Regions from separate parts of the Triticum aestivum genome. Here region 2 is linked to region 1. Evidence: chromatin contacts called from public Hi-C data. All regions are on one chromosome and are shown on one strand. The core of a region is the stretch at or near the end of the contact, and the rest is flanking DNA. Distances in the headings are between cores, read along the strand shown.

Evidence for each region. A called contact is a pair of places that touch in the nucleus more often than the background predicts.
Region 2: a Hi-C map of leaf shows a contact between it and region 1, with 4 times the contacts expected there. The contact joins two enhancer-like sites. A contact is called at or near these places in 3 of 5 Hi-C or Micro-C datasets (leaf and an unstated tissue).

Annotation. Positions count from the first base shown.
Region 1 is chr4D:498,218,438-498,224,137 of IWGSC CS RefSeq v2.1, reverse strand. No RefSeq gene overlaps it. Among protein-coding and RNA genes, the nearest start is that of LOC123099002, 19 kb to the right of the region's middle. Within about 2 kb of position 4,262, at least 6 of the 8 cell types and tissues checked have an H3K27ac peak or open chromatin away from gene starts, as enhancers often do. A contact at or near this core is called in leaf, where this site is marked.
Region 2 is chr4D:498,416,573-498,422,194 of IWGSC CS RefSeq v2.1, reverse strand. LOC100125729 (MADS-box transcription factor 50) reads right to left here. Exons shown (of 8, transcript XM_044521108.1): 3 at 4,287-4,365; 4 at 3,774-3,835; 5 at 3,589-3,688; 6 at 3,444-3,485; 7 at 3,306-3,347; 8 at 2,802-3,132. The coding sequence ends at 2,971. Among protein-coding and RNA genes, the nearest start is that of LOC100125729, 14 kb to the right of the region's middle. Within about 2 kb of position 2,449, at least 7 of the 8 cell types and tissues checked have an H3K27ac peak or open chromatin away from gene starts, as enhancers often do. A contact at or near this core is called in leaf, where this site is marked.

The DNA of each region.
Region 1 (5,700 bases), core at 3,013-5,512:
TACTTGCCCGAGATTCAATCGTCAGTATCTCTATACCTAGTTCAGTGTCGTTACCGGCAAGTCTCTTTACTCGTTCTGTAATACATCATTTCGTAACTAACTCCTTAGTCACTTTGCTTGCAAGCTTCTTTTGATGTGTATTACCGAGAGGGCCCAGAGATACCTCCTCGATACACGAAGTGACAAATCCTAATCTTGATCCATGCCAACTCAACAGACACCTTCGGAGATACCTGTAGAGCATCTTTATGATCACCCAATTATGTTGTGACGTTTGATAGCACACAAGGTATTCCTCTGGTATCCGGGAGTTGCATGATCTCATAGTCTAAGAAATATGTATTTGACATTAGGAAAGCTATAGCAATAAACTGAACGATCATATGCTAAGCTAACAGACGGGTCTTGTCAATCACATCATTCTCCTAACGATGTGATCCCGTTATCAAGTGACAACACATGTCTATTGTTAGGAAACCTTAACCATCTTTGATCAACGAGCTAGTCTAGTAGAGGCTTACTAGGGACACGGTATTTGTTTATGTATCCACACATGTATTTAAGTTTTCGATCAATACAATTCTAGCATGAATAATAAACATTTATCATGAATAAGGAAATATAATAATAACAACTTTATTATTGCCTCTAGGGCATATTTCCATCACCGACAAGCGGCTGTCAAACTTAGGGAAGGTTTGGGGAGTATAGGCAAGCCTCGGACACGATAACTCAACTTTGAAACCACCTGCTCTGTAGTTTGTGGACATGTCTAGACATGTCTCCACACGATTTGAGGATGTATGTTGGTTACTCTCGTTGAACTTGCCCTAACCCTCATAAGAGCTTTGATTGGTCAACCAACTAGCCGTTCTGTTTTGAGAAAAAAAAAACAAGCACTAATTGAGCAAACGATATGATAGAAGATAAACAAACATTTAGAAGGATGAGCTTAATGAGCCAGATTCATTTCGATAGACACTTCCTCCTTCTAGCGTGTTTTTCGTAAAATCTATGTTTGTGGACTTGATTACTATAGACCAATCCCTCGGTCTATTCACATATGAAAAACAAAAGTGTCTTCAAATATCAAGCTTTTCATGTGGTTTATGCATAAGGGTGTGATTCTAAGTAACGATAATTTGGCAAAACATAGGTTGGAAGATAGTAGGCGTTGTTGTTTTTTTACCACGAGGAAAGGATTCAACAGTTATTTCTTAAGTGCCCGCTAGCCAAGTTATTATGGTGAACAATACATGTGTCATTTAACGTACTTCCACCTAATAGTTATTCCTTTGTTTGATAACAGGTTAGGTGGGGTAGAGACCAATACAGCGGCATGAGTTCGTCTGGTGGTTTGTGCCTTACTTTGGGCTACTTGAAACTCTCGAAACGATTGTGTGTTTAACATAACAAATATTACATTTTTCCAGGTTATCTACTGAACGTCTGGATGGGTCAATACATAATCATTACTACCCCATGTGGAAACTAGGGAGCTTATGATTTTGGGGGGCAACCGATGAGAGACAGTAGCACATGGTACATACAACCCGTTTAAATGCGTGTACAATAATAGGATGAGTGTGCAGGCATAGTGTCCTATTTTCACCAGTTGTGGCTTTTCGTTATGTATCTTGTCCTCGTTTCACTTTCTCAGATGTTTTTGGCATTTCGATACTTGATTCGTTTTATTAATTGGTATGTTTGGTAACCACTTGGGCAGGGGAATGGAAGTTTTTTTTGCACGGTAATACGCGTCTCATTAATAAAAAGACCCAGTTACAAGCTACGTAAACACCGACATTACGGGACCGAAAAAATAGGATAATCCTACGCAAAAAACCAGCGATTGTCCCTCTTCACCCGAGTTCGACGCGGCTCCATCGCTGATATGAAGTTTTACGGACCTCCAAAGTAGTTTGCGTGAAGCCAAACCATTATCGTTGAAAGAATCAGACCGGGGCAATGTGTCCCCGAACACGCCATCGAACTCCAGACCGACACCCTTGCACGGCTACGACGTCGGAGGAGGAAACCAGAATTGCCAACCTCCAACCACCAACCCAACACAGGATGCACATTCTTCCAGTTGTCACATGCGTAGGAAACCGTCTGCGCGTACTCCCGGACGACAAAACCTCCCTACTCCACTGTGATGTCGGAGACAACACCACAGCAACGGGGATACATCAGAAGCAGAGACACACCTAGAGGGGTTGCCGCCGACGCCGCCTCACCGACACCATCCATGAACACTAACGCCGTCGATCTGAAGGATCCGTAAACACACGATGCCATCAACTCCGAGACGCCACCACGAAGGACACCGCCGGTGTGGGAGTTTAGCTGAGGCAAATTTATTCATCTGGGCGCCGTTCCCACCAACCCAACGGCGCACCACGACCTACAAAACCAAACCCTAACTACAAAGTGGAGGAACGATGTCCCGCTCCCTCCTGTCGCCGGAGCAACAGTCGAAGGAGAGGGGACCAGCCCTGGCCGGTGTAGATCGGAGGTAGAGGATCGCCTCCCTAGTCACCTTCACATGGTGGCGGCTAGTTTAGGGGAATGGGAGTTTGCACAAGAGAGTTTGTGGAGGGATTAGGCTTGGGAAGTACATTTCTACTCCCATTCCCTTGTGTTGGTATTTGATGGAAATTAGTGTGGGATAAAGTTTTGCCCACGAATTAATAGGTACCCATGGGAAGAAAATGGTAGAAATTTGCTTCCTCAACTCTCATTCCCCTTCCCACTTAAACTCTCATTCACTCTAACGAATCAGTGGACTTTTAATCTCCTCACCCCTCAACTCTCATTCCTCATCTCTAATTCCCATGAACCAAACTGTTGTGACTATGTGCATCGCTTGATGCAAAGGCTGAGGGTAATCCTCCTTTTCGAAAAAAAATAAGGAAGAGAACAGAAAGTTTTTTTTAGGGTTAGAAATAGACTTTTTTGAGATAAGAGTCTATTTTCTACCGAAGCACCCAAAAAAAGGTGGTTACTTATTTTTTGAGACAACAAAAAGCTGGTTACTGCGAGGTACAGTTTTGAGTTCTTTGCGTGGACAGACTGTTACTTCTATTTGAAGACCCAATGATCTCCTAGGCCATAGTACGTCACTAGGACAGACTTGGGCCTATTTGTAATGGATGGCTGTAAAGGTAGGAAAATGTAGGCCAAATTTGGGGGAGTTAAAAATTTCCAAACACTATTTGATGCCTTCAGCGTCCGATATAGGATTTTTAACAAACGGACGCACACCCCGCTCCCTGCTGGGCTGGCCCGTTTACCATTTATTTTATTCTGTTTATACTACTGCAATAAAAATAATGTACCGCATTGGACCCCACAACACCCATGTTTAATTCTAGCGGTAGCCAACTATGCAATCCGCCTTATGTGATTTGTTTCCACCTTTTTTCCTCTTTCTTCCTTCTTCTTTTCCTTTTCTTTTCATTTTTCTTTTTCCCCTTTTCTTTTCCCTTTTTGTTTTTTCTTGTCATTTTTTCTTTTTCTCAAAATGCATGAATTTTTTATTAATATTGATGAACTTTTTCTCCAAAATTCGGTGCACCTTTTTTGAATTTGGGAACTTTTTTTCTAAATTGATGAACTTTTTCTGAATTTGTGAACTTTCTTTATCAAAATCAATGGAATTCCAAGAAATTTGAAAAAAGTTCACCGGATTTTGGAAAAAAAGTCCATGGAATTCCAAGAAATTCCATTGATTCGTGAACATATTTTCAAAATAAGGTAACTTTTTTCAAATTCATGAACTTTTTGCGAAAATTGATGAAAATTTTCAATTTTGTGAACATTTATTTTAAAAATCCGTGAACCTTTTAAATTTGTGAATTATTTTTGTAATTTACATATTTTAATAATTTATATTGGGACTGAAACAAGGGTCAAATAGTGTTGTTTTCATGAAACATCAATTTGATTGAGGTGCAATTGGTATTGTACCAAGTCCGACTAAGTAGGCTTGCAGGTTCGATCCCCACATCTCGCAGAAAAGTGAGGTGTAGAATTATTTTTCTTTCTGGACACGAGCGATGCTGGGCAGGCCCGCTTACGCTCGTTGGTGCGTGAAGCCGAGTGGCAGTGGGGGCGCCGAATAGGACATTCGTTAAAAACCTCCTGTCCGCTGGATCCACGCAGGAAAATGTGGGCCAGCCCATTACGAACCCTCCAAGTGCTGGGAAGCATCCTGTGTGGGACTTGTTTCCGAAAACATCCATGCTGGCTGATCCCATATAGCGCATAAGGAGTCCCCTAGCACCGTAGCGCGTACCCCCAGCTCCCATGCGCGCCTTCTGGGCCGGCTATGTGGGGCGTGAGGTCCCACACTATCTTTTTCTTTCTCATTTGATGTTTTTTCTTTTTTTTCTTTTTTTTTCTTTTCTTTTTTCTTTTCTTTTGTTTTGTTTTCTAGTTTTCCTTTTCCTTTTTCATTTTTATTCTTTTTACAATTTGTGAAAATCTTTTAAATTCGTGAACATGTTTTAAAATTGTGAATATTTTTTTGAAATCATGAACATTTCAAAATTCTCGAATTTATTTGAAATCATGAAAATGTTTTTTACAAATTCATAATCATTTTTCTACATTTTTCGAAATTGATGAAATTTTTTCCGAATTAACAGAAATTTTTTAAATTCGTGTACATTCTCTTCATCGGTGAACATTTTCTGAATACGCAAAAGCTTTTTTTTAATCATAAACATTTTTTAAACCATGAACATTTGCTAAATCTGATGATCATTTTTTAAAATTATGACATTTTTTGAAATCATTACATTTTTTTAAATCATGAACATTTTTTAAATTTGCGAACATTTTTATGATTTCTTCATTTTCTCTTATTCATAATGGAATTTTTTTAAAATTTCGGAACTTTTTGTAACCGTGAATTATTAAAATACAGAACGAAAAAAAATAAAAAGTAAAAAATAAAACAATAATTAAAAGATAGAGCAGTCGGAAAAGGGCCGGTCCATACGGGCACGCTGGGGCAGCGAGGGGTCGGTATGACCACTCCTCCACCCCCACGCGTGATATAGGAGGTCCCATCCATGCTGGCCTTGGGAAGCTTCCACATTTTTTTCTGTTTTAGTTTTTGCTTTTTGTCTTCACTGGTTTTTTGGTTTCTTTCTGTTTTTCTTTTTCTTTGTGTTTTCCACTAGTTTTTCCTGGTTCTCCTATGTTTTATTTTCTCTTTGTATTATCAATACTTTTCTACTTTTTGTATTTTCTTTGAGTTTTTTTTCATGTTTCTTTAATTTGTGTTTGTAAATTGATTTTCTATTGTCACAAACATTCCTTTTGATGTCGTGCACAATATTTGAGTCAGCGGTATTTTTTCAAATTTGTGATGATTATTTAAATAAAAGAATATTTTTGAAGTTCATATATTTTATTCATGAATATTTTCTGAAGTCATACCTGATTTTAATTCAGCTGGCTATTAACTGGCCCACTGACCGTTGTCTTTTGGTAAAAATTCATCAATTTGAGAAAGTTTGTTGATTTAAGAAACACATTCAATTAATCGAAACACGTTCATAAATTTGGAAAAAGTTTGCTAATCTGAAATAAAGGATGCATTTGAAAAAAGTCCGTGCATTCACAAAGCATTAATGAAATATTTAAAAGGTGATGGATTTGAAAAACATAACAGTTTGACAAAAAATC
Region 2 (5,622 bases), core at 1,200-3,699, 200 kb before region 1:
TAGCATATACTCAGCCGCATATTATAGCGTATAAGGTATCTTGTACTATAATTTTTTTCAATTATCTGATTTTTTTTTGAAAAATGTGAGAAAAAATTAAAATACCAACCATTTTTTCAAAAAACATGAGCCAAAAAATGGAACTCCGAATATAAATAGTGAGCATTTTTTTAAACACGAACAAAATTTATAATTGAGTTTTTTTAATTCCTATTTTTTGTAAAAAGTGAAAAAAATCGAAATTGTTAATGTGTTCTAAAAGCATATAAAAAAGTGATAATAATCCATACATTTTAGCAATTTCAAACAAAATTTGAAGATTTAAACCTTTTTTGAAACTGAATAATTTTTAAAATTTTGTTCATTATATAAAAAATATCAAAACATTGAAATTTCACACTACTTTTGGGGAAAGCAAGTATCCTTTGTAGATTTCGAAAAATTATTAAGATTTGATTTTTTTCAAAAAATGATTTTTTAGAAATTAAACATGTTTTAAATACGAATAAATTTGAAATACCAAAGATTTTTGAAAACCAAACAAATTTTGTGATTTTCAAACAATTTTTTAAGATTTGATTTTAGTGAAAATTTTGAATTGATGAAAAACTATTAAAAACTATAATAGCCAGTAAAAGAAAGAAAAATACCGGTTCAGGAACCTTCTAGATGGTTTACAAAATAGGTAAAAATTGGCTGGGAGTTTCCAAAAGTGGAAGGAGAAAGCCCAATTGCTAGATAGGGTCGACCGTTTCTATGTGAATCGGTGACACTTTGGGCACAACACAGACACAGATGCTCATACAAACATAAGCTCATTCCTTTGAACGCACGCACACACATTCTCCCCTATATGGGCATCTTTAAGAGACTGAGTCGGCACATCATCTTGAGATTACGCCTTCGTAGTCGACGATGACATCCCCTTGCACTGAACACACGTCATCGAAAGGACTATATTCAAAAAAATGTGAGCAACGCTGTATAGGACTTAAACCCCGATGGGTTAGTGAGAATAGGGCTTTCTATTTTATTTTATTTTTTAGAGAGAGAATAGGGTTTTGTAGAATGTGAATCGCTGCCGCTTGGGTTCAAAAGAGAGCGTCAACAGGAGGAGCTTTCGCACAGGGCGTGCATTGAATTGGGCCGGCCCATTCGGAGGCGTCACTGTAAGCTGCACTTATAATAAAATAGGGTCGACCGTTTCTATGTGAATCGGTGACACTTTGGGCACAGTACAGACACAGATGCTCATACAAACATAAGCTCATTCCTCTGAACGCACGCACACACATTCTCTCCTATATGGGCATCTTTAAGAGACTGAGTCGGCACATCATCTTGAGATTACGTCTTCGTAGTCGACGATGACATCCCCTTGCACTGAACACACGTCATCGAAAGGACTATATTCAAAAAAATGTGAGCAACGCTGTATAGGACTTAAACCCCGATGGGTTAGTGAGAATAGGGCTTTCTGTTTTATTTTATTTTTTAGAGAGAGAATAGGGTTTCGTAGAATGTGAATCGCTGCCGCTTGGGTTCACAACAGAGCGTCAACAGGAGGAGCTTTCGCACAGGGCGTGCATTGAATTGGGCCGGCCCATTCGGTGGCGTTACTGTAAGCTGCACTTATAATAAAATAGCAAAAAAACAATGTTCAGTTGAGGAATCGAACTCACAACCAAAAGTCCAAAGCAAGTCTTCTTTACCAGTTTGAGCTGACCACTGTTAGTGATTAGTAGGGTGCGAGTATTTTTAAGAACTATGCGCAGCGGCAGATAATAACTCAAAAAAACAACCATTGAACATCATTTTAATATATGCTGAACAATTTTTAAATATACATTGAACATTTTTGTGATATACACAGATTTTCTTAAATATGCGTTAAACATTTTGTGATATACACTGAACATTTTTCACGTACATAATGAACATTTTCTAAATATATTGTGAACATTTTGTTAAATGCACGATGAACATTTTTGTAATACACACTGAATTTTTTTCATAATGATAGTGAACCTTTTCATAATGTACGGTGAAACATTTTCTTAACAAAAGTAAAGAAAAGAAACGAAAAAACTCGCGAAACAGCGAAGGAAGCTGTACCGAACGGAGAAACGCGAACCCCATATATGGGCCGGCCCAGCAGGCAGCTCGCCTCAGCGAAAGCAGAACCTTTTGACGGTAACGAGCGTCAAATAGGGTCTGCCGGTTCACAAGAGGCCGCTGGCCGGTTCGTCAGGCTTGGATACCGACCACTATTCTGACAGTTAGGCCCGTTTCCAATTTTGGCCCAGCTTTTCTATCCTCATCACTTCCGTCGTTTTCTTTTTACTGAAATATAAGTTTCATCGTTTTGTTCACAAAGGTAAATCGATCCTCCTGGAACATGTACGCGTGCACACCCGGGAAGAGGTTCGAAACTTCGGCAATAGAGAGTCGTGTCGATCTCTATTACCAACCGCCGGCCAAGCCCTTCTCATTTCCCACTCGCAGAGTGAGACGGAACAGGAAACGAGGAGCTGCTTTCCTCTGCGCGCCCGACGCGTTTCGTCGCCGACCATGGAAGTGCAGAGGGAGCTGGCAACCAGACGCAAAATCCAAACGTCGCTTCGCCCCACGCAACACCTCCGTCGCGCGCCCAAGAGGCGACCTGCTCCTGCTCCTTCGCCCGCGTGCCACCATAAATATCCGTTAGCTTTCCCTCCGCCACCCTTCTTCTCCAGAGGATCTATGGCGGACGATCCGTTCCTCTCATCAACGACATCGGCACATCACAACCAGAGCCCGGGGAAACATCAACAACAACAACTAATTCATGTATGTACTCTCGAGGTTTCCGCTGCACAGGGTTTATATTATATCTATACGCCGTCCGCATCCATTGCCTGCTGCTGCTTGCAACTCCATTGCCAGCTTATTCTGGGCATTTTTCTCAGGCGTTGTCAGCCTGCCTGAATCTCAGGAGCGGCCGGTGCCGGGCAATCCAAGAAATAGATCCGTCTCCACATCCACCACCTGCTGGCCCTGCTCCGCCAGGGTCACTGGAGCAGGGAGCGCCGCCAAGGTCGCCGGAGCAGGGGGCGCGGCCGCCTCCAACGCAGAGTGCTGTTCCTTCTGGCACTGCACAAGTTAGCCAGGGTAGCAGATCAGAGGATGCATCATGGATAGGATGGGTGATCTCTGCTGGGAATGGGATGCGCATAGGATATCGCATGAGGTACGCGTTCAGAGTAATGGTAAGTTTGGCCGTTTCAGTCCACCAGGCAGCAACTTCACTGCCCATCCATCTTTACCTGGCTATATAGTTCTTCATTGTCCTGCCGCAACTTCATCTCCTGCTCCAGGTCCATGTGACAAATCAACAGCCATGTAAGGAACTCTGTCTATACACACTCCCTCTTGTTTCAGGTTTTCTGGGGCAGAGAGGTTACCTTCTGCCTCAACGTAGAGAGCTGCTCTTCGAACCGCCGAGTCTGCCATGAAAGAGGAAGACAATTAAGCACCATTACATGGTTGTGTAAGCTTATTATGTGCACAGATAGATACATTATTACTACTCTTTCATACTGTGCTAACCTTCATTGCCCTGATGCCTAGAAGGCTTCTTTCAATTTTGACCTCTAAGCTTTGCAGTTCTTCAATAGAGCATTCTTCCAAATTTTGGCCCAAAAGTTTGCTGCATCTCAGTGATACCAGATGGTGACAACTCAGTTTTGGCTAGTTACAGGGATAGCGGTCTCTTGGGAAGCCGAAGTGGTTACCTTTTGCAAGCTTCAAGAGCATCAAGCTTCTTTGACAAGCCCTCAGCATCAGCTTTTACTTTCTGCAGTTGAGGTCACAAGGATAATACCTGAACTAAGTTAGTACTATGTATTATCAAACATGAAATAACTGCTAGAATGTACTATCGTGTCATTTTTTTTTAATGTCAGCAATACTAATTGAACTGTGCTGCTTTAGTCCATACGATAGTTTTCACATTTCAGTAGCACCATCATCAGCTGGGAAATGGTTGCAAACCAAATGGAGCATTAAAACGCAGGCTTCTCAGTGCTGCGTTGCTGACTAGCTTAATCTCTCAGTTAATACACCATCTCTCACCATTTAGCTACATAAGTACTCCCTCCGTCCCAAAATAAGTGACTCAACTTTGTACTAACTTTAGTACAAAGTTAGTGTAAAGTTGAGTCACTTATTTTGGGACGGAGGGATTATCTCCAAATTGAAATTATGTGACCAAATGTGAAGTAAGCACATCAAGCAGAACTATGTACCTCTATATCTTGCTGTACCGTCTGTCTGCCCAAATTATCCTTTGTGACTGTCTTATAACGTTCAATTGTGTTCTTCATGCTGAATTGGAATTTAAAATGTAAAATGTAAATTATATATGACATAGTAACAACAGTTAATTTAGACAAGCACAAGGCATTAAATATGTAATACTGGCATAAAAAATGATGTTGTGTTCCCCTTCATTGGTGTCATAAATATAGATAAAGTAAAGGGCGTGCGAAACTGTTCTACACCTCATAAAGGGGTTTTCACCTTACCTATCATGCTGTGATGATCTTGATAGAAATACAATACAGTACTTAGGAAAAACAGAGTTGAACATCAACTATTTATCTACCTATTATCTTTTGGATATATGCAATAAGTTGTTACCCCCATATAATACCTAGTAGCCTAGATCTTGTGTAGAATTAAGTGTATGTCTTGACAAAAACACAACGGCTGTGTTATATATTAACTCAAACCTCATGGGCTTATGATTCACTGAACTTATTTGTGAACCTTCTCTTTGAGTGAGTATTCAAAATAATGTTAGTCTGTTTGATTTGCATTCTTCAGCAATCATTGGGTGCCTGTCCAACTGCCGGGTAAGCCAGTCCAGTCGTTGGACAAGCTGAGAAAAGGTAGTGCAATTGTACAACACGACGGTCTTGATTGCAAGGGTATACTTTAGGGCTAGTCAGTTGTCAATTCCAGAATAATTTACTTATCCCACTATACATAGTAGAGTCGTTCCTGTAGGACCAATACTTCTATCGACTAGTGTGATGCACCTTTAGCCCAGCCTTAACACTATGATTTTGGTCGTCCCTGATAAAATTTTCCAGTGTAAATTTCTGAAAACAATGATGTTCTACAGAATTCAGTTTGAATTGCAGAAAATTCACCAGAGTTTTAAGGCCTCATGTTCTTTCAAAATAACAAAACTGCCACATAATTTGTCCTTGCAGGAAATACGAAAATATTTAACATAGTTGTGGTTTGGTCATAATTCTTACAATAAAACCTATATGGTTTGGAAAATCAAAATTAAACTTCAATCCAACAAAAAAGGAAATTTTTGACATAGTAGCATGTCCTTGCAAGAAACTAGAAAAATATACAACATAACTGTGATTTGATCATAGTGCTCACAATAGAACTGTAGGTTTTACAAAGTCAAAATTAAAATTTAGTCTTGCAAAAAAAAGGAATTTTTTTACATAGTATGAGCATTTGTTTTGCCAGAATTTTAAGGTTGAATCTTTAGGTTTGTTTCCAATGCAGAGTTGTAGTAGAAGAAATTGCACTTGAACACTCTAAACTGTTTTCTCA